Regions from separate parts of the Mus musculus genome. Here all the other regions are linked to region 5. A link is a contact called in public Micro-C and promoter capture Hi-C data. All regions are on one chromosome and are shown on one strand. The core of a region is the stretch at or near the end of the contact, and the rest is flanking DNA. Distances in the headings are between cores, read along the strand shown. Region 1 overlaps Synj1 (synaptojanin 1). Region 2 holds the start of Olig2 (oligodendrocyte transcription factor 2). Region 3 holds the start of Olig1 (oligodendrocyte transcription factor 1). Region 4 holds the start of Cfap298 (cilia and flagella associate protien 298). Region 5 holds the start of Hunk (hormonally upregulated Neu-associated kinase). Region 6 holds the start of Paxbp1 (PAX3 and PAX7 binding protein 1). Region 7 holds the start of 4930404I05Rik (RIKEN cDNA 4930404I05 gene).

Region 1 (3,880 bases), core at 374-2,873, 580 kb before region 5:
AAGATAAAAATGTCCATTATATTAAAGACATAAAAGTAATTATGAGTAAAATGGCATATGTCTTAGATTTGGCTAAAATATCTCAGGTTTATAAGAAGAAGGGAAGGAAAGAGATATTGAAGCTAAATATTAGTATGTGATGACTTACTTTACAGTTAACAAATTGTAGGCTTTTAAACTTTTTCCATAATTATTTAAAAGAAAAATTTCTTAAATTAAAAACAAATTAGTTTATAGGACAGGAGAGGTACTTAGCAGTTAAGATCTCTTGCTGCTCTTCCAGTGAACCAGAGTTCAGTTCCCAGCATCCCATAGGATGGCTCACAACAACCTGTAACTCTGTCTCCGGGATTTTTAATGCCTGTCTCTGGCCTCCTCGGGCACCTATACATACATAACATACATACATGACATAGGGTGGGGGAGGGAAACAGACAGACAGACAGAGTTTTAAAATAATAAAGTTGACTTCATAAAATAAGTGGGAGTGAGACAAGGTGATATGTAGAAGCCCATGTTTCTCATTAACCTAACAATACCTGACATTAAAGTGTGAAGTTTATCTGAGTTGCTCACCTCACGTCTCTTTCTAACTCATTTCCTATCTCTCTTGTTTTATTTCTTGGGGTTTTTAATTTTAGCATTATTTGTTTGGGTGCATGTGTGTATGAAGGCACACGTGTGCAATGGTGTGTATGTGGAGGTCAGAGGATAGCCCCAGGGGTCAGTTCTCTCCTTCCCCAAGAGTCATGGGGATTGAACTCGGGCTGTCAGGCTTGGCCATGGTACCTTTACATGGCGTGCCATCTCACTAAACCCGGATCTCCTCTTGAATAAGTTGTAAATACTGAAACACTGTGTTATTTTGGTTAAGGTGCACATTTTCTTTTTAACAGAAACAAAAAGCAGCTTGCATGAAAATGTTCTTTTTTTTAAGCAATCAGATGTATAAAGGGCGTGTAAAGCTTTCCTTAGGAGTCCCTCCCTCTGTAATACTTTGTAGCACAACCAACCAGAAGCTGTGGGCAGTGGAGCTGCAGAAGACCATCTCCAGGGACAACAAGTATGTCCTGCTGGCCTCGGAGCAGCTGGTGGGTGTCTGCCTGTTTGTCTTTATCAGACCACAGCACGCTCCTTTTATCAGGTCAGTGACAGACACCGTTCTGTCTCTTCTCATGCCATAACAAGAAAGGCCCTAGTGTGTGCGATGCCATCTCGTCCATTCATAACTTGTGCTTTGTAGGGATGTTGCAGTTGATACTGTGAAAACTGGCATGGGAGGTGCAACTGGAAACAAGGGCGCCGTTGCAATTCGGATGCTCTTCCACACCACCAGCCTTTGCTTCGTCTGCAGCCACTTTGCTGCAGGGCAGTCCCAAGTCAAAGAGAGAAATGAAGATTTTGTAGAAATAGCACGAAAACTGAGTTTCCCCATGGTAAGCTTCTGCTGATGGTTCTGTAAGACAAGCCTTTGCATTGCATTTCACTTTATCCTACATTTCCTGTCCGCAGTCGTGAAGACTTAGAGCAGTCCTTAGAGACACCAGCAGTGTTTGTGTGCCTCCGTCTGCTGTCTTGCTATTGTTGGGCTCAAGGCGCAGTGCTGATAGTGCAAGCCCTTGTGAGGCAGAGACACAGTGTGACGCACAGGCTGTCTGTCTCGTGTTTCCAGGGACGAATGCTCTTCTCCCATGACTATGTATTTTGGTGTGGTGATTTCAACTATCGAATTGACCTTCCGAATGAAGAGGTTAAAGAGCTCATAAGACAACAAAACTGGGATTCTCTGATCGCTGGGGATCAGCTCATCAACCAGAAAAATGCAGGACAGGTAACTGCTTCCTGAGATCACTGTCTTACAAAAGGGGCCCTTGGAGGGCTGGGGATGTGGCCCAGCAATTAAGTGCACTCACTGCTCTCACAGAAAGCCCAAGCTCAGTTCCCAGCACCCACACACTGGGCAGCTCACAACCACCTGTAACTCCAGGTCCACACTTAGGCATATAAAAAGATGCACAGAAATAAAAAGGAATGTAAGTTGTTTTTTCCTCTTAGGGAGAGGACGAGAGAGGGAGAAGGAGTGGAAGGAGTTTGAGGGGTCAGGGAGATGAGACTAGCGTTAAAGCACTTGCCTTGCAATGCTGAAGATCAGTTTGATCTTCAGAACCTACACAGCAAGCCCCAGGTAACACCCCAGCGCAGTGGCATGCAACTGCAATCCTTAGGCAGCTAGGAAGCAGACATGAGAACTGGTCAGTTGCCAGAAGGCTGTGAACCAGTCCAGCCTGGAGTAAAACTGCGGAATCAAGATAAATCCTGCCTCAGTGACATAGAAGGGAAAAAACAACTCCCAAAAGTTGTCCTCTGACCTCTACAGGTGTCCTGTGGCACATATATGCTCTCTTCACTCAATATACATATAAAATTATAAATATGCATACAATAAAGAAAAGTTGTAAAAGGAGGGTATGAATTTTGACAATTAAACATTTTCTTATTTCATTTTTGTATTTATTGTTTATACATACCTGTAGCTAAACATACAGAATTATTTTTTCTTGAAAGAATGAAAGAAAAGAAATAAAGGAAGGGGAAAAGAATGTTTTTAAAATGTTTATAATTCTTAGGAAGAAAATACGTTAGTGTGTCTGTAAGATGCACTATCAAACAGAAGGCCTATAATTGTGGGATGATAATAATGTGGACTCTCAGATTAAGTAGAAGGGCTGGGAGCCACTGGTACAGTAACTGGGGCCACCAAGCTTGAAGTCACCTCAGCGGCAGTTTCACCATCATGGATGTCAGCTGTTACTCCAGAGTGTGGTATCAGGCTAGATGAGTCCCCAGATCTCATACCATCTTCTACGATGGGGCAAGGCTGGTGCTGAGCCCAGGTCCTCATGCTTTTGAGCTGCAATCCCAGTCCCGCAGAGAGGTCTGGGTGTCTCATAGGCAGGGTGGTTTCTTTATTCATGCTTTTAAAGTTTCACTAATGGAAGAGTAAGTGGGAAAAGGTCACATTTTTCTACTGTGGGGTTTTTGGTTTTGGGTTTGTTTTTTTTTTTTAATTTTTGTTCTGTTCTGTTCTGTTAGAAATAGTTACTAGATAGACAGATATTTTGTATGAGATTATCCAGCACATAGCATAAAAATATAGGACTAGAGAGATGGCTCAGTCATTAAGGGTACTTGCTGCCCTATCTGAAGACCCTGGATCCAAAGCCCTACTCTGACCTCCACGGACACCAGCACACATGTGCAAAGGCAAACACAAATAAAGTACAACCGGCACCAGCAGGCTTGGCCTGCTCTCAGCTGTGGTCAAATGAGCTACTTGTAGTGTTAGCAGTCAGTGAAGAGATACGTAACTGCCAGAGTCCTGGGAATAAGACGGGGCGCTGAGCCCTAAATCATTCACCCGTATTAACCCCAGCGCCACCAAGGTTCAGGGAACATCTCAGATGATGAGGCAGAAAGTGTGTGTGGGTAACAGGATGAGCAGTGCCGAGACAGCACAGCTATGGCAGGCATGCACTCAGCCGCCAAAGTTGCCTGCACAGAACCTACAGAGGACCAAGCCAGCCAGAGTTGCAGAGGCTGGGTGACACCAGGCCCCATCCCTGTGGAGGAGCCGTTGCAGCTGAGAGTTACTGCAGGAGGGAGGACTTTTTTTTTTTTTTTTTTTTTTTTTTTTAAGATATGGCCACTGGTACACTGGTTCTCAACCTATAGGCCATGACCCACTGGGAGTCACATTAGGATTCATAGCAGTAGCAAAATTACAGTTCTGAAGTAGCAACCATAATTTCATAGTTGGGGGTCAGCCCATGAAGAACTGTATTAAAGGGTCACAGCATCAGGGAGGGTTAGAGCCGCTGCT
Region 2 (3,409 bases), core at 410-2,909, 840 kb before region 5:
GCGGCTGCGGCTGCCGACGGTGACTTGAGCAGGCCGTGCGGAGGCCGGATGGATCCGACCGAGGACAGCCCGGAGCCCGGTAGAGAGGCGCTGGACACCGCTGCGGCGGCGGCGGCTGCGGCGGCGGCGGCGGCTGCGGGAGGGAGGATGGGGTGGTGCACGGCCGGGTGGTGCGCGGCGTGCGCGGCGGCCGCGGGGTGCGCCGTGGCGGTGGGTAGAGGCGCCGAGTGTGCCAGCCCGCCACAGGCCGATGGGTGGAAGCCGGCGTGGTGACCCCCGTAGATCTCGCTCACCAGTCGCTTCATCTCCTCCAGCGAGTTGGTGAGCATGAGGATGTAGTTTCGCGCCAGCAGCAGCGTGGCGATCTTGGAGAGCTTGCGCACCGACGGCCCGTGCGCGTAAGGCATGACCTCCCGCAGGCCGTCCATGGCGATGTTGAGGTCGTGCATGCGCTTGCGTTCGCGGCTGTTGATCTTCAGGCGCAGCTGCTGCAGCTCGGGCTCAGTCATCTGCTTCTTGTCTTTCTTGGTGGAAGACGTGGCCGCCGAGGACGTGGACGAGGAGGTGCTGGAGGAAGATGACTTGAAGCCACCGCCGCCCAGTTTGTCCCCGGGATGCGCGCCTGACGCGCCCATGGCCCCTCGTAGCTCGGAGCTCAGCTCTGGCGGGCAGTCGCTCGGCGTGGACGAGGACACAGTCCCTCCTGTGAAGCCGCTGCTGCTTCCCCCCTTGCTCCGGGCGGGCAGAAAAAGATCATCGGGTTCTGGGGACGATGGGCGACTAGACACCAGGCTGGCGTCCGAGTCCATGGCCCCAGGGATGATCTAAGCTCTCGAATGATCCTTCTTTTTTCAACCTTCCGAACTTGAGGAGAGAACCAGACAGATACACAGACACAGACACACACATACACAGAGACAGACAGACAGACACACAGGGTGTGGAGAAAGAAGTGAGACAATCGCCGTCCCCGCCTGCACGGCAGCTCCAGGAACCCGCAAAGGTGGTTGGCATCTACGCCGCGGCAGTCTGGCCTTCTAGCAGCCCGGGGCATGCAAGTTATCCTAATCTCTCTCCTCCCCACTCATCCACCGGTTACTTTATTTCAGGGACTTCTGGGTGGCCCTCAATGAGGGACATTCTAGAGGTTTTATTTCTTCAGTCCGGCCTGGAATAAATGAGGACTTTTCTCTGGACCGGAGATCTGAATAGAGAAGTATTTTCTATCTGGTGCTCAGACGCATCTGCCTTTAACGCCATCTACACACGCAGCAAACGCCGGCAAGCGTGAACACACGCACTGGCAGCCCGCATTGGATTCACTTTCTAAGCGCTGGTTCTACGACCGCGCGGCTAGCTTGCGGACTCGCAACAGGAGTTATTGGAGCCTGGGATGCTGCGGTGAGTGTAGACACCCAGGCAGTCATTAGTACCTATTGGGGCGGGATCTCGGCCAGTAGGCCAGCACTGTAGGGTGCATCCTAAATCCTAGCCACTTTGGAGAAGTCGGTCTTCGGGGTTTAGGCTGGAGCAGTTAAGGGGCGGGGACACTTACTGTGAATTAGATTTGAGGTGCTCGCTGCGGAGGAGAACCTGGCTCTGGGCGCTGGTGTTGGCTCGGTCTGTAATAAGCATCCACACCTTTCGGGGTTCCGCTGGTTTTTATAGCTGGGTGGAGGCAGCAGCGACGGCGGTGGCGGTGGTCCGGGCGGGGGGCGGGAACAATGTGCTTTTCCTGGAGGGGCAGAGGCGCCAATGAGCTGGGCCGGCCCGAGGGGCTGCGAAGCTGATGTCACCCGGCTAATTCCGCTCAATGAAACCCGCCGGGCCCGGCACACGCCTCCTCTCAGCACACAGCCAATGGGCGCCCGCGGTAGAGAGATTCGCGAGGAGGGATGGGAGGAGGGACCTGGGCAGGGAGAGGAAAGGGCGAGCTGAAGAAGCGGGTGGGCTAGCGGGGCTGCTAAAGAAGTCTGGGGACCCTGGCAGAGAGGGAACGCCTGCAACTTTCAATATAAATATTGTCACTGTAGCGTCAGGCCAGGGTACGGAGTGAGACGGGGAATCTGCAAACTCGTCCGATGGCCAACCAGTTCTATGGCTGAGAATGAACACCGAGGTTGCTTGCCACACCTGGAGTTTTTGCTAGCCCTCCCGCCTCCTCCTGTTTCCCGCTGCCGACCTATCGAGTGATTTTCATCAAACTGTGACCATTTGTGGTTGCATAAGAAAACACTAGCGGCGCAGAAGGCCCCCACTCCCTTAGCTCCTTTCTACTTAGTGGCAGTTGCTGCAGCTTTGGGGACAGGCGGTAGCGCCCCCAGGTGGGGGCATGGCCTTGGAGAGCACGGGGCGGGCAAGGAAGCAGAGAAAGGTTCTTAGCACTCTGGGAAGAAATCGCAATTCATTATAAAGTTTAGATTGTGTAGAAGCTCCGGAGAGCTATTTTCAATACAGTCAAAGCGCCAACGCATCGATGGTTAACGACTTCCACCTCATTCATTTTCAGGGAAACCCAGCCACTGAACTTCCAACATCTTGGTGCCCAAGCCTTGGAGTAGAGGCAACATTATTTGCAAAGAATTATCGGAGGCTCTCCGCTGTGGATGGGAGTTGATACTTGAAACACACTCCTAGCTGCCTTGGGACGTCTTTTATAGGTAGCAGCCTCTCTCTCTCTCTCTCTCTCTCTCTCTCTCTCTCTCTCTCTCTCACACACACACACACACACACACACACACACACACACATACAAAGCTGAGAAACTGGATCTGGGTGAATTGCCTGGGGAAGTCTAGAGATAACTATACACTCACCCATTTTATGGAAGTGAAAACCTAGGAATTGATTTCAGCAAGCCTCCAGGAGAAAATACGGCCAGGCCCATACAGGTGACCCTGCCTACCGTGGATGGATGCGAGCAATTGGCAGTGCCCAAGCATGGGGGCAGTAGGTTGTATCCCCACCCCCAACTGTTTCTCACATCCGGACATTTCCAGCTCAAATGCGTTTTGTTTGTTTGTTGGGATATTTATTTTTTACAGATCTCGGGTGCTACCTCTCCTCCACCCCCCAAACATAAGCGCCAATTCCTTCTCACGGAGTTTTAACGGTCTTTTCTCGTTACTTCTCATTGCTTGGTATTTGAATTCGCATATGTAGTTTTAACAAGCAAGCAGACAAACAGTAATTGGTCTTCTTGTAGCAAAGTCAGAACAGGCATGAAAACTCAGGCGATTGCTCCTCATTTCGTGCTAAGTTCTCCCCCGCCCCCCCCCCTGGGGTCCACCCTCGAGTGTCAGTGGGCTGGCGCGTTTGCCCCTCATCTCGTGCCTTCTGAAGCATTGTTTTCCGACCCGCGTGTTTCCCAGCTGGCTCTGCAGCCATCCGTTAAATATGTATTTAAAAC
Region 3 (3,719 bases), core at 1,047-3,546, 880 kb before region 5:
GATTATTTTACAGGTCAAGAATTCAAGTTTTAAAATGTGGAAACCCAGTCATTGTGATTTCACTCTTACGTTGTGACTCTAACAGGACACAAGGACATTTTTATTCAACAAACAGACGAAAAACGTAAAAATTCAACTGTTGACGTTTTATTTTGTGATTTCTGTACAGTTCAGGAGGGACAGAGTTAGAGGTCAAATAAAATGCCAGTTAAATTCGGCTACTGTCAACAACCCAAAACTTCCAACATAAAAAAGAATCAAAGCAAGCTGGTGAAGATTATGCAATAATCTTGGGTAATTTCCTAACGCTAGTCACAAGCCAAGACGCGGCACCCACGCGCGCACGCGTCCACGGAGTTCTTCAGCCGCACTGCTGTGGTTAAGGACCAGCCTGTGAAGTGCCAGCGCCTTCCCGCCTGCAGCGCGGCGGGTAGGCGGTTTGGGATCCTCGCCCAACTCCGCTTACTTTAATGAGAACGTTAATGACCGAATTTTATAAGCCTGCGCTACGACGTGCCTTGCTACCTATTTTAGTAAGTCCGAACACCGATGGCATGGAACGTGGTTGGAATTTTGTTTTCAAGCAAGCTCAAACGTTGGTTAAGCTACCTTTAGGGAAGTGGAGACTAAGTAAGGGTTTTAGGTTTTAAGGAGCATAAACTGCAACAAAACACCTGGGCGAGCCTGAAAAACAGAACTGGGAGTGGAGAGGAACCTCTCCACTTCGCATCCCCAACCACCGAGCGCGGTAACCGAGCGCACCCGCGTAACATCCAGCTCGGAAACCCTGGGCTTTCCAGAGCGGCCCATCCGTAACACCCTTGATGTTTGTACCGGTGGCCTGGGCTTTCTAGACCTCCTAGATCCGCATGGTTTGGCTGGAGAGAGCAAGGGAGCCTGTGCGCTCAGGCCCTGGACAAGGAAAGGACGCCCCTCTGGGTAGACACTGTTGGGGAGCAGCTCTTAGGCCAGGGAGCGGAAGCATGCCAGGAAACCAAGCTGGGGGCAGCCTTTCGCTGCACCCAGGGCAACCCCCTTATACCGCACCGGCCGGCTACCGTCCTCCCCGACTCCGCGATGCTCACGGATACGAGAATAGCCCGCGGTGGTGGGGGTTGTCACCCCTGCCAGTGGGTGAGTTGTGGTGGGGATGCGAAGACTTCTGGCTCTAAACAGGTGGGATTCATCTAGAATCCCAAGCAACTACATCGCTCCTTGGAACACCCGCTTGGGTTATTTTAATTGCCAGGGAGTGGGGGCGGGGAAGAAGGCGCCCTACAGTCTGTCGTCTGGGAGAGAAGTCTGGAAATGTCCTCCTTTCTGGGGCCAGCTCTGCCTAGATCCAGGACGCGGGGGCGCGGGAAGATTGGCTGAGGTCGCGCTCCGCCCCGGGCCCAGCCAGCCCTCACTTGGAGAACTGGGCCTGCACCGCTGCCAAGCCCAGGCCGGCGGGGACCAGATGCGGGAACTTGCACACCGCACAGGAGCAGAGGCCAGGGCTACCCGCGCCACCAGCTGGGAGAGAGAACTGGCCGCACGGTGGCTCGTCGAGCGCTAGAGACAGGTACTTGGTGGGGCGCAGCGTTTCGGGGGGTCCCACGGCACCGGGTGCCAGCAGCACAGAGCCCGGCGCGGCAGCCAGAAGAGGCAGGCCAGCGAGGAGCAGGCGCGGGGCGGCGGGTCCCGCACCGTCGCCGAGCGCGCGGCGCAGCTCCTGCAGCGAGCTACCCAGCAGCAGGATGTAGTTGCGGGCGAGCAGCAGCGTGGCAATCTTGGAGAGCTTGCGGCCCGGCGCGCCCTGGCAGTGCGCTGCCGAGTAGGGTAGGATAACTTCGCGCAGCGCGTCCATGGCCAAGTTCAGGTCCTGCATGCGCTTCCGCTCGCGGCTGTTGATCTTGCGCCGCAGCTGCTGCTGCTGCTGTTCCTCTTTGGCGTCGGCCCGGGCGCCCCCGGACTCTGGCGCAGGTCCCCGAGGTTCAGCGAGCGGAGCTTCGGCCTTCTCGCGCGCAGGCTTGGGGAGAAGGGATGCGGTGGAAGAGGATGAGGATGAGGATGAGGAGATAGGTGGCTGCCTGTAACCCACCAGCTCATACAGCGAGGCCCCGAGCTGCACGTCTCCAGGCCGCTGTGGCCGCAACATGGTCGCGGGAGCCGCGTTCACACGCGCCTGGGAAATCGCATAGTACATCTGGGGCGGGGGCTGTGGGGCGACCCGGGGCGCCCTTCACTAACGCCCAGGGGTGGGCCGGTCGGCAGATCGCCCTCCCCGCGGACCTGCGTGCCGGCGGATGACAGTGAGGGGCCGTGCGCGCCTGACACCTTTAAACCCGGCTTGGGAACCTGCGAGGACCGCGGTTGGCGGGGTGCAGCCAATGGAGGCGTGAGCTTGGCCACAGGCGAGTGTTCATTGGTCGCCTGAGCAGAGGTACAGCCAGAGTTGCCAGAGAGGGTTATCGTGGGGCGCCTGCGCGGGTGCCACAGCGCCCGCCCTGGGAGGGCAAGGGAGGGAGCTTTAGGGCAAAACATTGTTCCTTCCGAATTCTAGTTCAGCTGGTCAGGCTAAAATGGCTTTTGCCTCCCTTTATCTCTCGAGCTCTATTGCCATCCCTTTTTATAGTTACATTTGTCCTTGTAAAATGTGATCAGCCAGTAATCCCATCGCTGGGAACTACTGAAGCAGGAAGGAGAGGAGGCCAATCTGGGCTCCAAAGTGAGAGGTTGGCTGTTATAAAAATGCAGTCTAATATTCATAACATGAAACGTAACCATCCCAGAGTGCGCAGTTCAGTCGTTAAAACGCCTGACTGTTGACACGATTTTGCAACAGATGGCCAGGACTTGTTTGCTTTTTGCAAAACTTAAACCCTTAAACCATCAAAACAGCAACTCTAACTCTTGGTAAGCATTAAAGAGAAAACCCCCTCTGCTTGTCTTAGTTCTCACTGCTGTGATAAGCACTGGAACCAAAAGAAACTGAGGGGGGGGAGTTCCCTTGGCTGACACCTGCCAATCACAGCTCCTCACTGTGGAAAGTTAGCTCAGGAACTCAGGAAGTTAGCAGGCACAGAGGCAAGAACCAAGAGTAGCCAACTGAGGGGAGCTCTAACCTGCTTCCTTCTGCAGGCGCAGGATCGCAGGATCGGGTTACCTTTCTTATAGAGCACAGGCCCACCTGCTGGGAATGGTGCCAGCTCGCAGTGCGCTGGGCCCTCCCACATCAATTATTAATAAAGAAAATGCATCAGCGAGGAGTCCACCAGGCTGATCTGGTGACGTCAGTGTTCTCATTTGAGGTTCCCTCTTTTCAGGTATATCCAGTTGACAAACAACCACTTCTCCACCTTGGTAAATATCACCCCGGGTGGGGTGTGTCTGCGTGACTTTGTTTTCTCTGGGAATCCCATATAGGCAGTCAGTCGTATTTGTCTCCCATATACACAGTCGTATTTGTCTTTTAGTGGCTCATTGTTCATTTTGGTGACTTAGCATGTGTTCAGGCTTCATCCATGTCAGATATAGCGCGCATCTCGATTCTTCTCCTCCTGTATCCAAGGTCGGGCCCCACTCCGTGTTTATTAAAAGATAACTTTAAACTTAAGATCCTCCTTGTCTCTGCCTCCCGGATCCTGGGAATACAAGCACTCACTCACCGTGCCCAGTTTATGCACTGGTGTGGATCTGAAGCCAGGGTTTTGTGCACACAGGGCAAGCACCCTACC
Region 4 (3,807 bases), core at 703-3,202, 550 kb before region 5:
CATCGCACTTCTCTCCTAGAGCAGATCTGTTAGGACAGAGCACCTTTGCAAATGCTCAGTGTTATCACAATCCTGTGTTTATAGAAGTAACTCTGCTGCAGCCATCACTCGCTGTTAGCAATAACTCTTGTGAGTTTTAGATCGTGCTTGTTGGGGTTCTAATCATTTCAACAGTAGTAGCTTTTAAACTGCAGTATTACTAGAGCAGTGTGCTTCAAAATGTGAATTAACTTGTTGAGATTGTGGCTGTAACATCTGTGTGAGTAGTGTGTATGGTATCCACTCCCCATTAGCAAGCTAATCCACTTTAGAAAACTGAAGCAGTGTGGATCGCAGCCCTGAGCAGTGACTCCCTCAGGTGTGAACCACTGTAATGTCTGCAGAGCAATAGCTCTGCCTTGTCAGGAAGTCTGGTAGCTGCTGAAACGCACAAAGCAAGTTAAAGTTTGCTACAAAGAACTCGACATCGTGTGTATTTGCCAGGTCTGGTCAAAGCAGAAAACAGACACTAAGAATCTCTGTGAGTCTCTGTTCTCTCTAGTAGATTGCTGTTTATATGTATGTAAGAGGTTTATCGCTTATGTGGCATACAGTATTTATAACTATATACTTTATAGAAGTACAGTATTAAAGTTGCTGGTATACATTCTGTACATATCTTGTGAGATGTGCTGTCATATGAAATAAATATGTCTTTATCACCAGCTGACTTCTTTACTCAAAAGGGAAGAGGTTTTTTTTTCTCTCTATGCATGTGTGCACTCCCACATTCGTGTGTGTGTGTGTGTGTGTGTGTGTGCACATAATACATGCAGGGAATAAGAGGTAGTTTATTCTGAAGCCAAATTTGAATGAATGACCATGACAGATTTGGGTTACCCCAAATTCCATGTTCACAAAGTTTTGTAGCTCTCTAAGACAAAGTCGTAAGTCATGGCAAGTTTAAAATACATTGGTGGAAATGCCAGAGAGGCATATACAGTAAGACGAAGTTTTTCTTTAGTTACCAGATGCTATTTGACGATATTCTTAACTTTTGGGTTAGTGAAAGCTACGTTTATAGATTTCAGAGCCTATATGCAAGTTATTTCTGACCCATAGGAGGGCAATGGACGTCTGTTCTAGGAGCTATAGCTAACAGAGACAAGGTAATCAGTCTGGACCCGCAGATTCACAGCCTCTCCACATCACTGCTGTTTTTATTACACAGCTTCTTTCCAGGAATTTCCATTGGCAAGTAAAAAATTTAATGTGCCATCACCACAAACAAACAAAAAACCCTCACCATTTAGCGAAACTATGAGTTTGAGATCATTTCAAAGCACAGGTTAATTTTCTTTGCTAATTTTCTTTACTCCTCTATTTGATTTTCTTCCATCCATTTGTTTTCTCTTTATAACACTAAAATGGGATCCTCAGCTGTGTCTGAGCGCCCTGGAAGAACAGCGCTGCGCCCGCTTGCCCTATCTGAGATTGTGGGGGACCGAGACTCCATGGGACGGGCGATAGACAGCTGTGGAACTAAATGAGCTCTGCACAGCAGCAGCGCTCCCCACTTTTTGACCGGAGACCCAAAGCAGAAGGCATTTCCGGAAGCGATCCGTGCCTGCGCGAAACCAGTCTGAGTTTGGCGGCGGCTATGCTCCCATAGTGCCCAGCGCTCGCTCTCATTCTTAATCCAGGAGTCGCCATGCTCCTCCAGCGGACATCTCCCGAGTCCCCGGACCGTCCGCACAGGCCTCTAGCTGTTAGTTTGGGTTTTGGTTGCCCGGGCAACAGCTACTTCCGGGAGCGGCGACTGTGCGGCCCGCACAACCTGTTCTTCAGCGCCTCCGGCCTTCCAGGCGCGAGTTCTAACTGGGCACGAGCTCAATGTTTGACTGTTGCCCCTGGCAACAGCCACTTCCGCGAGCGTGCGCCGTTTTCTTCATCCCTCCGGGCTGAAGCGTGAGCCGCGTTCCACGGTTCCTCCTCGGAGCAGCGGTTAATCTCAGGCTGGTGTGGGTCCGGCCGACCCGGCTCGGGCCTCGTGGTCCCTGCCCCGCAGCCTTGCCACCTCGGCGGCGCCTCTGGCGCAGCCATGGTTGTGCTGCACGTGAAGAGAGGCGACGAGAGCCAGTTCTTACTGCAGGCGCCCGGGAGCACGGAGCTGGAAGAGCTCACGGCGCAGGTGGCCCGCGTCTACAACGGGCGGCTGAAGGTGCACCGGCTCTGCTCAGGTGCGGAAAGGGAGGCCGGCGGCTTCGGGGTCAGGGGGCAGCGCCCGGGGTCGCGAGGATTTGGGGAGATTTGCCGTAGCCCGGGGTGGGAAAGGAGCATCAGGGTTGACCGGGGATGAAAGACCAACGGCTGGAGGAAACCCAGGCTCGCCAGCCAACCGCCGACTCGGAGGAGAGCAGCCGGGATGCCAAGTGAGGCTGAGCTAAGCCGGGATTTGGGCTTCCGGGAAGTGCGAACGTACTGGGTCGAAAGGTGGCGGGACGGAGCTGAGGGATCGGGGACGGTGGGAGTTGTCAAGGGTGAGGGTGGAGTGAGTGGTGGCTGCAGGGAAGGGGGACAGTTTGAGACGCTAAAAGCCCTGGCCCTTGAGTCTCTTCGCTTTGAAGCCGCCCATGAAAGTTCTCACCGGGAGAGCCTTGGTGTTGTTTTCTGTCTCCTAGGAAACACATGATTTTTACATTATAGAGAACGCCTTAAGACCCGTTTTATATATATAATCAAACTTAACTGCTTTCAAAGAAGGCTCAATATTAAATGACATATTAAAAGTAAAACATTTAGGGGGTGGGGGGAACCTCCGGGTCTTTAACATCATAAACCGAAAGTGTGGGGCAGCATGTAAGAACTGCATGGGTGAGCCAGGCGGTGGTGGCGCACGCCTTTAATCCCAGCACTTGGGAGGCAGAGAGAGGCGGATTTCTGAGTTCGAGGCCAGCCTGGTCTACAAAGTGAGTTCCAGGACAGCCAGGGCTATACAGAGAAACCCTGTCTCAAAAAAAAAAAAAAAAAAAAAAAAAAAACAAGAATTGCATGGGTGAATCTACACAGAGGTAGGCACTGAAGCAAATACCATGGAGGATCACTGCCCCTGGCCTGCGCCTCACGACTTGCTCAGCCTGCTTTCTCATACCACCCAGGACCACTTGCCTAGGGGTGATACCACCCGGAGAGTGCTACCCCCCCCCCCCTTACTGTCATTGAGAAAATGCCTTACCTACAGACTTGCCTACAAACAGTCTGAAATAGACATTTTCTCAGTTGAGGTTCCTTCTTCCTAGATACGTCTATGTTCATGCCAGGTCAACAAAAGCCAAGCAGAACCAATTGCTTCCTTGTCAACACCAATCGACATATCACCATGAAACCATAACCCTCTCCTTTTTGTTTATCCCCAAGACCTTATTAATATGGATATCTCAATATAAAACAAATTCCAACTTTCAGAAGTTCCACAGGCTTTTAAATTTTTTCACTTTAAAAATGCAGTCTCTTTCAAAGTTCAAACCTCTCTGTAATATCCATTACCGGGCACCTGTAAAAAGACCTAATCTCACTCCAAGAGGGAAGACCATGAGCGCACTCGCACTGGAAGGAGAACTGAAGTGCAGCCCTGTGAAGCTCGCTGTCAGAGGTGCGGGACTCAGGGTCTTCTCCGCTCCCTCTGCTCTGCAGGGCCCACAGAACACATCTCACAGGCTGAGGCTGGCTCCACTCCGTAGCTGCTGCTGTCCTTGGTGGTCATCCCATGGTGTTGGCATTTCCAAACTGCCGGAACCGCAGGCTTCCCCTTACCAATGGCACCGATTG
Region 5 (3,816 bases), core at 217-2,716:
CCCAGTATAAAGGGGCACCCCACTTGGAATGGCTACAGAAAAAGAAGATAAAGTCAAAGGGTGATGGAACCCAGTGCTCAAATGTAGGGGTTTCCAGGACAACAGAAACCAAGAGGAAATCAAAGGTATCCAGAGGCTAGAAAATGACTAGTGTGGTGGCCCTGGCCTGTCACCAGACTTCTCACAGTTCATCACTGTCACAAACCCCTAGGCTGGGCAAGGAAACCCAGAGCAGCAGGCCCGAGGGCTTGGCCCTTGGGCTATTTGCTGCTAGGACCGGCTGAGTTCCCCTCCTCCGCCCGCGCGGACAACCCCCAGCCTGGGTGATTAGAGTATTGGGTCCCTACAAAGATACCAGTTTGGCAGCCCAGAGCAATTCCCTGCCTGAGGCCACCCAGCCTCAAAAGTAAGTCAGCTTCTTGGGTTTCTTTTCACAAATCTAAGTTAACACCTGAGATCTGCCCGCACCCGGCCTGGCAAGAGTTCACTCTCTCACTTCTAATTAGGTCGAAGTAGAGTCCCTCCGGGTGTGGGGGAGGGGCCCCTTTCCTTTACTGTCTTCTAGAAAGATGAAAAGGTATCTGCAAACTTCTAGAGTCCAGGGCCTGTGTAGTTCTGCACCTGCCAAAAGCAGGATCGTTACTCCAACAGTTGCCCCAGCCCACACGGGGGGAGAGGGGAGCTTACAGGGCCCCAACTCCCCTCCACGTCCTCGCCTGAGCCCAGGAGGGATGAAACTCTAAGCAACCTCAGACTGGCTGCCTTGCTCTCCCGCCGCCGCACATTCCACAGGCAAAGCTGAACCCCAGCCTGGATCTAGTTCCCGCCTCTGCACTGATCCATGCCCCTACCGCAGGACCCTCCACCGCCACCTCTCCCCTCCCTTCCCTGGCGTCCGCCAGGCGGCACCCTTCCAAAACAAAACAGAAAGACGGTGCGGGGTAGCTTCGCGGGTACATCTATCTGCCCGGGTACCCCACCCCACGAACGTGAGCCCATCACCACCATCATCCATCAGTAGGTGCCCGGTGGCCCACTAGGAGAGCCTGAGCGTGCGTCTAGCCACACTGGGTTGGAGAGCCAGGCTGAGTGCTCGCGGGACAGTGCTCCCGGGTCCTCCCGCCAGGCCCGCGCACCCCAGCTCACCTTTTCTCCCGTCAGCACGTGCAGCCCCTCGCGCACCTTGGCGAAGGAGCCCTCTCCCAGCTTCCTGCTGCCGATGAGGTAGTTGCCCACGCGCTTGTGGTGCTGGAAGTCCCGGAGCCGCTCGCGGGACACGCCGCTCACCCAGGCGGGCAGGAAACTTCCCTCGCAGGCCGCCGCCGGCCTGGTCGTGTCCTCCGCGCCTCCATCGCCCCCCGGTGCCGCCGGCTCGCCCAAGAGCCCGTCCCCCGCCGCTGCCGGCATCGCGCTCGCTCGGCTCCCGCGCTCGCAGCCGCTCCTCCTCCGGCTCCCGGGGCTGCCCTGGCTCCTCCTGCCGCCGCCCTGGACCCGGCCCCGCCCGGCCCGGGTCTCTGTGCTCACGCCCCCCGCGCCTCTGTGCTAGCGCCGCGCGCAGACAATAGCTGGCGACCGGGCGACCGGGGACCCGCCCCCGAGAAGTTCGTCCTCCGAGGATCGATCGCCCAGATCGCGCCCGCGGTCCCGTCTGGTGCCCCGATCGGCTGTGAGAGGGAACAGCGGCTGCTGGTCCGAGAGGGGCACAGTCCGGTGGCGGAGTCCCCCAAGCCCGGGCGCCGCCGCCCTCTGGCCCGCCGGGTCCTCAGCGGTGCTCCCCGGGGCCGCTCCCGCCGGAGAGGAGCGCGCGGCGGGCTGCAGGCGCCCTCTGGAAGGCAGCAGAAGAAAGCCCCATTCAGTTTGAATTTGCAGAAATTTAATCCGCTCGCGGGCGGCGGGGACAGAAGCGAGCTCCACTCCGCAGCTTGAGCACTTTCAAATCCCTCGTAGCCCCTCCTTCCTTCCCCGCGCGCAACAGCCGAACTCGACCCTCGCTGGAGAGGGGAGGGGAAGGGAGCGGCGGAGTGGGCGGCGAAGCCACCTGAGCGCCAGACAGGGGGACCCCGCGCGGCCGCGTAGACGCGCGCTCCTGGGCTGCCCAAGACCTGCTGCCTCCCGGGGTGCGGATCGCGCAGGTTCTGAGCTTGAGCTTTCTGGCCCTTTCGAGAGTGAATGTCCTCACCAACAGCACCCACCATAGGCAGGGGAAAGAGAAAGAGAAGCTTTGGACTGTAGCAGAGTTGGATACCCAACCCAGAACCTGGCACACAGTAGGGACTATGGAAGATGGGTGGGTGGGTACCTAGCAGGCTATGTGTCGGGGCTCGCACACATACTCGATTGCTGTTGTCCGTGGAGAAGCAGCCGCCACAGCTAACAGTAGTGGCGGCAGCGTAGGAACCAGGGCGTTTGCTGCTTGTGCGCGTTCGTTTGCCCCCTCTCTGCTTTCCTTAGAGATGATGTATTGCAGGGTGAGCCGGACCGGACCGGACCGGAGCCTCACTGCTCCTGAATGCTTTTATTCTGCGGGCTCTGTGAGTGCACTGATTTCACCTAAACAATAAACATAAACAGCCTGAGACACCTACCCATTATTCTCCAGGATCCCCAATATATTCCTGAAGCGAAATGAGAGACACACACACACAAAAAGGATGCGGAGAGGGCTTTCCAAAATGCGACCTGTTGAGGTGCCCGCGTCTAATGCAAATTTAACCTCTGATCACACATCATCTGAGCTCAAAGGGAGGATTCGGTCCTAACAAAGTTCATTTCATTGTTTACCCCGCAGTAAACAGTTATGACATCATCGATCCACATTTATGCTCTGAGGTGGGGGAGGGGACACAGCTGTCACCCATCCAGTCTTGGGGCGGGGAAGATCCCTTTCCTGGCCTATCTAGAAAGTAACCCCCAAAATGACCGTTTTTCAAGTTCAGGCATCTGTTGGTTTGAACCACGCATAAGCTGTGAGTCTCCACCCTTGCTATTATGACCGAGTCTAGTCTTGTCTTGGGTTGGGGTCTCATTGCTCTGGATTTCCTACGTTAAAGACAAGCTTTCCACTGCTTTCTTGCTGTACTTGAGGGACGCCTTAGCTCCTACAGTTTCTGCAGGGCTCATCCAAACATTTTCACGTTTCTAATTCAGTAATTGAATTTTTTAAAGGCAGGAAGTGGGGAGAGGGAGAAGATGCTAGGTTCAAAGTGTGGGGAGAATAAAGCCCATTTTGGGGGTGAAGCCCATTTCCTTCAGGAAAGGATTTAAAGTTTCCCAATATTGCATTAATTAAATTTTAGGAAATTAGCTCTTTGTGAAAATTTAGAGATTCATTTGTTGCAATTTAAGGCAAATCCCAGAGAGTACTCATCGTTTAAGGGGGAGGAGGGGGAGGGTGGGGGGAAGGCAGGGGACGGTGCTTCATAAGTAGTGGAAGTCACTTATGATAAAATAGTGACTTTCTTTCCTCTTAATGTTTTGATTATACCCTCCCAGGGTAGAGGTCAGGAAATGGGTGAAGAAGAGAGAAAACACAGGCCCCTTAAATCTTCAAGCCTCCTGCTATCTGGGTCTGGTCCAAGCACACTGCTGATTCTATTGGCTGGGATGGATGCCAAAGGGAAAGAGAAGTTCAAATCCTACCCCTGCCTGAGCTTAGTAACTGGTTTTTGAATTACAGTTTCTACTGTCTAAAGTGGCCTTGCTCAATAAGGCCAGAGCTTCATTTCATAAGACGAATAAGCACACGAGATACTGGATCACTCTCCCAGGAGGAATTCTAGAAGTACAGGGCAGAGGACCAGTCACCTGCCATTGAAG
Region 6 (3,872 bases), core at 486-2,985, 660 kb before region 5:
AAAGACATGTTCTCCTTTATCTTAGGCAGGTCTCCAACCAGAGGGCTGGGATTACTTCAATTAACTAGATATTTTTAATGATTTTGTTGTATTGTTTATGTATATTTGCCCACATGCTTTGTACGTGAACTATGTGTGTGCTGCCACACAAGGAAGCCAGAGAGGGTTTTAGGATCTCCTGGAACTGCAGTTAGTCATAGTTGTAAGCTGCCATACTAGGTGCTGAAAACCAAATCTAGGTCCTCTGCAGGAGCGGCAAAGTGCTCCTAACTGCTGTGCTGTCCAGCACCTTTTTACAGATGATGTGTAAACACCATGCTTTTAGCCTGCATTCAGGACACGTCCTGCTGGGCACTACAGGCATGCTGAGACCAGAAGGGGGCGCCAGATTCCCAGGAACTGGAGTTTTGAGGAGCCCTGAGGGTGTGGGTACTGGGACTGCAGCCAGGGTCCTCTGGTTCGAAACTGCAATATTCACCTCTCCAATCCCGTTCTTTTGGCGGGTTTTGAAACATGTAAATAATTTCACAAACACTTCTACCCACGCATCCTGATATGCTCGAGAGAAAGAAAAGATTCAACTTTGGTTATGAACTGGGTAACCTGTGTGTTAGCTCAACCTCATGCAATCTTTTTGTTTGTTTGTTTGTTTGTTTCTCGAGACAGGGTTTCTCTGTATAGCTCTGGCTATCCTGGAACTCACTTTGTAGACCAGGCTGGCCTCGAACTCCCGAAATCCGCCTGCCTCTGCCTCCCGAGTGCTGGGATTAAAGGTGCGCGCCACCACCGCCCGGCTCATGCAATCTCTTTAAGGCCGCCAAGGTTCAGATTTGCCCTCTGTGATATAGTCTGAAAATAAGACAAATCTTCCTTCCGCTTGTTTCAGAAATTCACTATGCTTCGTAAAATAGTTAAAATAGTTGCTACCTAACTTGGCTTTCTTACCAAGCCACCCGAAAACACCTCGCTCTCCTGGGAATGGCTGCGGCAGCAGGGAGATGTATCATCTCTGGTTCTGTCTTCCCCAGACAGTGAGGGTTTCCCTACATAGCCTTGGCCATTCTGGAGTTCCTTATGTACATCAGGCCGGCACCGAACTCAGAGATCGCCTTGCCTCCACCTCCCCAGTGCTGCTGGGATTTAACGTGTGTGCTCCCACGCCTTTGAGAGTGTTTGCGTTGATAAAGCTGTAGAGATGGCAAGTATTAATGGAGTTTCTGATCTGTAGACGATATCTGCTAGCATCGCCTCGCGTTATTAAGAGGCATATTAACCATGGAGATGCACTTTCCCTTCCCAAGCTCAAGTCAACTGACTCGTCCCTCCGCTTCTCCCCGGCCTCCCGCCTCTGTTTACCCTGCAGGCACTGAGTGGGAGGGAGGCTGCCACACGTAACGGCTCCGTATAAGCGCGGAAGACGCATTGCAGCAACACGCTCCGAGACGACAGACTACACTCGCTCCTCTCATCTCGATGATCCTCTTTGTGACCTTTGGAACAACACTGGAGTCGGAGGGTACCATGCCAACAGTCCCCCGCGCCGCTAGAGGGCAGTGCAAAGAGACTCCGCCCAAGTAGTGGGGCGCGAGGAGAGCCCAGGCGCATGCGCAATCGAGGCGGCGCGATAGCTAGCCAGAGCCGCGACGACCCGGCTGGTGGGGGGGAACTCTTGCGACTGCGCGTGCGTGGCGGTGGTCTCCGCGCTCCCTCGTCCTCTCAGTCAGCGAGCGGCTGTGAGAGCGCGGTGACGGCGGCTGGGATGTTCCGAAAGGCCCGGCGGGTGAACGTGCGCAAGCGGAACGACTCGGAGGAGGAGGAGCGGGAGCGCGATGAGGAGCAGGAGCCGCCACCGTTGCTGCCCCCGCCGGCCTCGGGAGAAGAGCCCGGCCCTGGCGGCGGCGACCGGGCCCCCGCGGGGGAGTCGCTCCTGGGCCCGGGGCCGCTGCCGCCGCCGCCCTCCGCGCACCACCCGGGCCTCGGCGCTGAGGCCGGGGGCGGCATCTCCGGCGGCGCGGAGCCCGGCAATGGGCTGAAGCCGCGCAAGAGGCCTCGCGAGAACAAAGAGGTGCCCAGGGCCAGCCTGCTCAGCTTCCAAGACGAGGAGGAAGGTAAGCCCCGGCCCGGCCCACGCGGACCCCAAGCCCGTGCTCGCCCGGGCGCCGCGCCCCTTTCCCCACCTCCGGCCTCCGGATCTGCCTGGGGTTGTGTTCCCGCGCTGCCACCAGCCAAGTCTACGGCCTGTGCAGTCCCTCCTCCGGCTGTCAGAGCCCTGATCAGCCATCCTGAGTGGAGGAGAAGGCTCGATGCTCCGTGGACCCGTTTCCTACCTTGCGAGTTGCAGGCAGCCTGAGTCTCTTGGTTAACTGCCTGCTCTTAGTCGTCTGCAGGCCTCTGTACCTGCGGCTTGTTGGCGTCTCGGTTTAGGCCTCCTTGATTAAGAAGGCCGGATTGTTAAAGAGGAGGACCGAAACCAGGGCTGGGAACAATTCTGGGGCTGCAGCCCTGGCTCCCGGTGACCTTGATCCAATCGCTCCCTTGCTGTTGTCCAGTCTCGGTTTCTCTGTAGAAGTAAATGGGAGGAGCAGATGTCCGCTGTGGCATTGGCTCTTGAAGCAGAAGAGGGACCAGGCTGCAGGGGATTTCGATTTTACTTGTACCTCAACATCATGTTAGGAAAAATTGGATGATTTTCGAAGGTCTTGCGTCATGCTTTCGTGATTCTAGAAAGATGGGTGAATTATCTTTGACCTCTCTGGAATTTTGTTTGAAGGAGATACAGACCAGGTTTTGCATTGTTTGAAATGTCTTGTTCTTGACTTGGATTTTCAAATTAAAGATGAGGGCTAAGTCACTCGAAACTTAGTTTTGCAAAATGATTTACTCTAGGCATAATTTTGAAATAACTGTTATTGTGACCAGAGTTATTCAGACTTGGCAGAATAACTTTGGGGTGTATTGTTTTAGGTTTCTTGACTTAATGTTTTAAGGAAGCATTCTAAATACTTTTTTATCCTGAGATGGGTGAAATATGCCAAAATTTAACAATTTTGAAGTTCCTTGGGTTACTCACTAAAATTTTCATTTAGTTTCTGGAATTGATACTATTTTTTGTTTGTTTTAATTATGTTTTGTTGAAACAGAGCCTCTATACTATAGCCCTGGCTGATCTGGAACTCACTCTGTAGTCTAGGCTGAACTCAAATTCAGAGAGCTGCCTGCCTTTGGCTGCCCAGCTCTGGGATCCCAGGCATTTGCTGCCAAGCCTGGCAATACCCATTTTTGAGTCTGCAATAGATTGCAATAAACTTCAGATTTTGTAATGACTTGTGTGTGTGAAAATATGCTGGCAGAATGAAAACAGCACAAAGGCACGAGGAAGGGAGAGCACTTTCTGAGTTGGTGTCTTACAGACTTCATTCTGTTTCTCTTAAGAAAATGAAGAAGTGTTCAAAGTAAAGAAATCAAGTTACAGCAAAAAGATAGTTAAATTGCTTAAGAAAGAATATAAAGAAGACCTTGAAAAATCAAAGATCAAGACAGAACTCAACACAGCAGCTGACAGTAAGTATCAGATAATTCTTTCAAGTGAGAGAAGATAGCAGTTCCTTCCCACAGGGCTTTGCAGTATATATTGTGAACTCTTTCTACTAACCAATGTCCACATTAAGTTTGCAATACTGTTCTATAATTTTTCTCACACATTAAAAAAAAAAGATGGATTGTTGCTTCTGAATTCTTGCTAATATAGAGACTGTTGTATGGAAAAGGAAGAGAGATTTCCTGTTTGAGCCATAAAGACAGATTATTCTATTTAAAATTTTTATACTGCTGTTTCACAGAGACAGACTTGAGTTCCTCTGGTAGTATTTCCA
Region 7 (3,583 bases), core at 506-3,005, 620 kb before region 5:
ATATGTTGTAACAATAATAAATAGAAAAGGGACAATAAGGAATGTTCAAAGGTCACTAGTATGCTTTTCAAATCTTGGGTTTATTTTATAATTAAAAATGTATTTTGAAAGGACTTGGGAAAGCTAAGACCTACCACTGCTGCTTTAGCTTAATTTGAAGAAAGACATTATAACAGAAGCTTGGACCTCCGCTTTCTTAGTTCAGGATACCAAGAATAGGCAGAAGGCTGGCTTTAGAAAGCGCTTAGTGCCATGATTTCCACCTTGACAAAGAGTTTTTGGTGTAGTTTCACAGGGATTCTTGGTGTGAAAAGAATGATGGGGTAAGCAAGTTTGATTACAGCTCCACTTGGGGTAATTTCAGTTGTCATAAAAAGGTTCATCCCTAGGGCTGGGGATGCCCCCCAGCTTGTAGAATGCCTGCCTGGTACGCATGAAGCTTTGGGTTCAGTCTGTCACCACGTAAACCAGGTATGGTTGGCACACTAGCCTGGGCTCTGTGCTACTTTGTCTCAAAAAACAAAAGCTACCTCCAAAGTACTACAATTCAGTGGCCAGCTCTCCTGAACCCGTTTTTGTCGGTGCATGTCATATACAGTCATCACACTTAAGAAAAATCCCACTCTCAAACATCCCTGTTTTATTTAAAGGACTGTCCCCACCTGAAATGGACACTTCTTGGGAGGGAAAAATGGCTAACCACAATTCACAGCAAGCAATTGTTATTATAAGCTTGTGGTTACTGTAACCACAACAAAAAAGTAAAAGTTGTTCTTAGGAGACTAAGTGAAAAGATCTAAGAACTGAATCCAAGTGTGTATCTCCTTGGCTGGAGGTGGCTTCTCTTGTGTTTAGTTTGCTTTTAATATTTTAAAACTAGGGTGGATTTGTCTTCTCTAAAATAGAGAAGCGTTGAGTCACATGACAGCATGTTAGAGGAAATGTTTTTATGCAATACGTCATATTTAAATTGTGCTTTTGGGAAGAAAGTAAAAAGGGGAAGAGGCTAGGGGAAAGCAAAGGCAAATGGAACATGATTGCCGTGCTCCTTGGATTCTCAATTCCTCTCTAAAGCCCCAGGGACTACAATGTCCTCCCATTTTTGTCTCTGAAGTATAGGCAGAATAATTCTGCTGGACACAAGTTTTAGACATAATGTCTCGTTTAAAAAGATAGTTTGAAACAGTGTGATGCCCTTAGTTATAAAATTCCACGGCTGGCAAATCGACAGTGACAGCCATGTTTTGTTTGACTGCCTGGAGTTTCTGGTTGCTGGCTTCCCCCACTCTCCACTGCATTCGGTTGAGCACTCTTCCATCGCCCCTGGAGCTCGGAGAACACACTGAAACAGCCAGGGAACAGCCTCCTGCTGCCTCCCTGACGACAGACACCATGGACAGCTCTTCGAGCGCCACCCAGCCGGCGCGGGGTGCACACCGTCCCCCGCCTCGCACTCGCCCATCGCCCATCAGGTCTGCGGAGGCGGCAGGGGGTGGTCCTGATGCCCGACTCGAGCACGAATCAACACGGGCTCCCCCAGCTCTTTCCTGAAGTCCCTCCCTGTCGCCCGCGGGGAGGGCAGAGCTACAGGGCTCCACGCGAGGAGGACGGACCCTCCCTCTGCCGGCTCCCCTGGCCGTGCCACCTTCCCACTCCCGGGGCGACGGAGGCTCGCTTCACGGACCCAGGACGCGGCGGCCGCAGGAACCCGGTGACCAGTAAGCGCCCTGCTCGGCAGCACGGTCCCGCGTGGGCGGAAACGGCTCCGCCCTTTCACCCTAAGGGGCGGGCCTTCCGCCTGGGCAGCGGCGCAATGCGGAAGAGCTGGACCTGCTGGAGCGGAAGTGACGCTTCGGGCGGCTGTAGCGGCGGAGGCTGCGGGAGAAGGAGGAGGAGGAGCCGGAGGAAGAGGTGAGGCAGCGGGCGGGAGGGCGGGGGGCGGGGAGCGGCCCGGGCTCTACCCAGGGGCAGCCGGCCGGCCGGGTGGACGCTTCCTGAGCGGTGGCGGCCGTCGCAGCCGGGTCGCAAGCGGTGAGAGGCGGCCGAGGGCCGAGGGCGGCGGGTTGTGTGGAGACCCCGGGGCTGCGGGTGGCTTGCCGTGACAGCGGCTGTCACCCAGCGGGCGGGAAAGGACCCCGTCGGCACAGGCTCCCGGGTATCTCTGGCGGTGCGTAATGGAGGCGCTGAAGCGCCCGGTGCCTCAGTTCCCCCCGGCTCCCCGGGATCTCGTTGAGTGGCGGTGGGATCCATTCGTCACGGTGAGCTTCGTGACTGGGCAGGAGGCGGCAGTCACCTGTGTGGCTTTCCCTGCCCTTCGCCGCCGCCCTGGAGAGTCCGCGGTGTGATAATCCCGTCCCTCTCCGGCCCCCTCAGGAGCTTTGAATCAGCCTGATTAACCTTCCCTCCCATCCCCTTGCCCATTCCGCCTAGGGATCGGCTTGAAGTTTCCCCATCAGTTCCCTTCCCGTAGTGACAGATCGTGAAGCAGGAAGCCGATAAACAACCCCAACTGAAAATACGCTACAGATTTTCCCTTTGGGGAAACATAAATTAAATGGGAAATCCACCTTATCCAAATCAGGACCGACGGTGCTAAAAACCCCTGCCTTGTCCTGCCGTATCTTGAGAACTGGACGCGTTTCCTTTTGCCTTTTGGTTAAGAAAAAAAAAAAAAAAGGTGACGCCTTATCTTTTGGAATAAACCGTTCACCCCTGAGCTCTCTTTTTCTCTACCCCCAACCCCCATCAAACTTGTCAGTGAGGGACCTCAGGAGGACGCCTAGCAGTCCTTGCAGCAGAAGGAAACCTCAGGTGCATTGACTTGGTTTCCACAGGGCTGCCTCTGAAGAAAGGAGAATGGCGTTCAGCAAAGGATTTCGAATCTACCACAAATTGGATCCCCCACCGTTCAGCCTCATAGTGGAAACTAGGCATAAGGAAGAATGTCTCATGTTCGAGTCTGGGGCTGTGGCTGTGCTCTGTAAGTCACGTGTTTTCACCTGCCCGATTCTGATCTCTGTTTTGGTTGTAACTCGCGAGTTCAACAGTTTATAAAAAAAAGGTTCTTGAGAACCTTCTCCCTGAATTTGATCTTCTGAGCTTTAGCGTACGGGTTTGTGCTTTGGCTTAATTTGAATGAAGCCTTATTTTCTGTAAACTGAGATAGCTTAGGGTTTTTATTGGGGTGATGGTGGTGCAGGGCGGTGCAGATTTTGCTGCTGGGAGTTTGTTTTCCATCTGTTCTGCTTCTAGAAGTTTATCTTTTTGTAAAATGGTGTTGCAATTTTGTCTTTATCACATTAACCCAATAAGACAGCTTGCATCTCCTGTTATACCCAGAATTTTGTTAGTCAGATTTAATAGGAATGGTATGATCTGTGCATCATACATCAAACCCTTATTTGTTTATTTATTTATTCAGGTGTCCCTTGTGCTCATGTGTGGTATTGGTGGGTCAGATTCAGGGCTTCAGTCACTCTAGGCAAGTGCTGACCATCCGCTTCTCCAGCCTAAGCTTTTATATCTTTAATAAGAATTGCAGACAGCTCCTAAAATATTTCATGTGACATATGTGCTTGATTTC

Evidence for each region. Promoter capture Hi-C pulls out the DNA fragments that hold promoters and counts their contacts. A called contact is a pair of places that touch in the nucleus more often than the background predicts.
Region 1: a promoter capture Hi-C map of cranial neural crest shows a contact between it and region 5. The contact joins the enhancer-like site here to the promoter of Hunk in region 5. A contact is called at or near these places in 5 of 39 promoter capture datasets (cranial neural crest, frontonasal cranial neural crest, pre-B cells and 2 more), 3 of 115 datasets of contacts at active chromatin or transcription factors (embryonic forebrain, embryonic hindbrain and embryonic stem cells) and 1 of 9 other capture datasets (embryonic stem cells).
Region 2: a Micro-C map of embryonic stem cells shows a contact between it and region 5, with 4 times the contacts expected there. The contact joins the promoter of Olig2 here to the promoter of Hunk in region 5. A contact is called at or near these places in 1 of 39 promoter capture datasets (embryonic stem cells), 2 of 484 Hi-C or Micro-C datasets (both in embryonic stem cells) and 1 of 9 other capture datasets (embryonic stem cells).
Region 3: a promoter capture Hi-C map of pre-B cells shows a contact between it and region 5, with 2.8 times the contacts expected there. The contact joins the promoter of Olig1 here to the promoter of Hunk in region 5. A contact is called at or near these places in 4 of 39 promoter capture datasets (the 3T3-L1 cell line, the C10 cell line, pre-B cells and 1 more).
Region 4: a contact with region 5 is called in a promoter capture Hi-C map of hippocampal neurons, with 14 times the contacts expected there. The contact joins the promoter of Cfap298 here to the promoter of Hunk in region 5. A contact is called at or near these places in 14 of 39 promoter capture datasets (the 3T3-L1 cell line, cranial neural crest, embryonic stem cells and 8 more), 1 of 15 datasets of contacts at CTCF or cohesin (large pre-B cells), 22 of 484 Hi-C or Micro-C datasets (the HL-1 cell line, Th1 cells, adipose-derived mesenchymal stem cells and 13 more) and 20 of 115 datasets of contacts at active chromatin or transcription factors (T-cell acute lymphoblastic leukemia, astrocytes, bone marrow-derived dendritic cells and 14 more).
Region 6: a contact with region 5 is called in a Micro-C map of embryonic stem cells, with 6 times the contacts expected there. The contact joins the promoter of Paxbp1 here to the promoter of Hunk in region 5. A contact is called at or near these places in 8 of 39 promoter capture datasets (the HPC-7 cell line, cranial neural crest, embryonic stem cells and 4 more), 1 of 15 datasets of contacts at CTCF or cohesin (pro-B cells), 5 of 484 Hi-C or Micro-C datasets (cerebellum and embryonic stem cells), 18 of 115 datasets of contacts at active chromatin or transcription factors (the SCID.adh cell line, T-cell acute lymphoblastic leukemia, craniofacial prominence and 7 more) and 1 of 9 other capture datasets (embryonic stem cells).
Region 7: a contact with region 5 is called in a promoter capture Hi-C map of stem cell-derived epiblast-like cells, with 11 times the contacts expected there. The contact joins the promoter of 4930404I05Rik here to the promoter of Hunk in region 5. A contact is called at or near these places in 11 of 39 promoter capture datasets (the C10 cell line, cranial neural crest, embryonic stem cells and 7 more), 2 of 484 Hi-C or Micro-C datasets (both in embryonic stem cells), 8 of 115 datasets of contacts at active chromatin or transcription factors (the SCID.adh cell line, astrocytes, bone marrow-derived macrophages and 4 more) and 1 of 9 other capture datasets (embryonic stem cells).

What each region holds. Positions count from the first base shown.
Region 1 is chr16:90,961,769-90,965,648 of GRCm38.p6, reverse strand. It overlaps Synj1 (synaptojanin 1), which reads left to right. Exons shown (of 32, transcript NM_001164483.1): 16 at 1,004-1,144; 17 at 1,244-1,436; 18 at 1,673-1,831. Among named protein-coding and RNA genes, the nearest start is that of Cfap298, 29 kb to the right of the region's middle. Within about 2 kb of position 1,623, at least 15 of the 459 cell types and tissues checked have an H3K27ac peak or open chromatin away from gene starts, as enhancers often do.
Region 2 is chr16:91,223,800-91,227,208 of GRCm38.p6, reverse strand. It overlaps Olig2 (oligodendrocyte transcription factor 2), which reads right to left and starts at 1,659. Exons shown (of 2, transcript NM_016967.2): 1 at 1,556-1,659; 2 at 1-864. The coding sequence starts at 809.
Region 3 is chr16:91,268,346-91,272,064 of GRCm38.p6, reverse strand. It overlaps Olig1 (oligodendrocyte transcription factor 1), which reads right to left and starts at 2,296. Exons shown (of 1, transcript NM_016968.4): 1 at 126-2,296. The coding sequence starts at 2,188. The coding sequence ends at 1,406.
Region 4 is chr16:90,932,994-90,936,800 of GRCm38.p6, reverse strand. It overlaps Cfap298 (cilia and flagella associate protien 298), which reads left to right and starts at 1,952. Exons shown (of 7, transcript NM_026502.2): 1 at 1,952-2,219. The coding sequence starts at 2,081. Synj1 (synaptojanin 1) reads left to right here. Exons shown (of 32, transcript NM_001164483.1): 32 at 1-704.
Region 5 is chr16:90,384,047-90,387,862 of GRCm38.p6, reverse strand. Hunk (hormonally upregulated Neu-associated kinase) reads right to left here and starts at 1,466. Exons shown (of 11, transcript NM_015755.2): 1 at 1,147-1,466. The coding sequence starts at 1,407.
Region 6 is chr16:91,042,242-91,046,113 of GRCm38.p6, reverse strand. It overlaps Paxbp1 (PAX3 and PAX7 binding protein 1), which reads left to right and starts at 1,735. Exons shown (of 18, transcript NM_026110.2): 1 at 1,735-2,108; 2 at 3,433-3,561. The coding sequence starts at 1,760.
Region 7 is chr16:91,009,421-91,013,003 of GRCm38.p6, reverse strand. It overlaps 4930404I05Rik (RIKEN cDNA 4930404I05 gene), which reads right to left and starts at 1,755. Exons shown (of 3, transcript NR_028368.1): 1 at 1,685-1,755. Synj1 (synaptojanin 1) reads left to right here and starts at 1,696. Exons shown (of 32, transcript NM_001164483.1): 1 at 1,696-1,911; 2 at 2,835-2,980. The coding sequence starts at 1,814.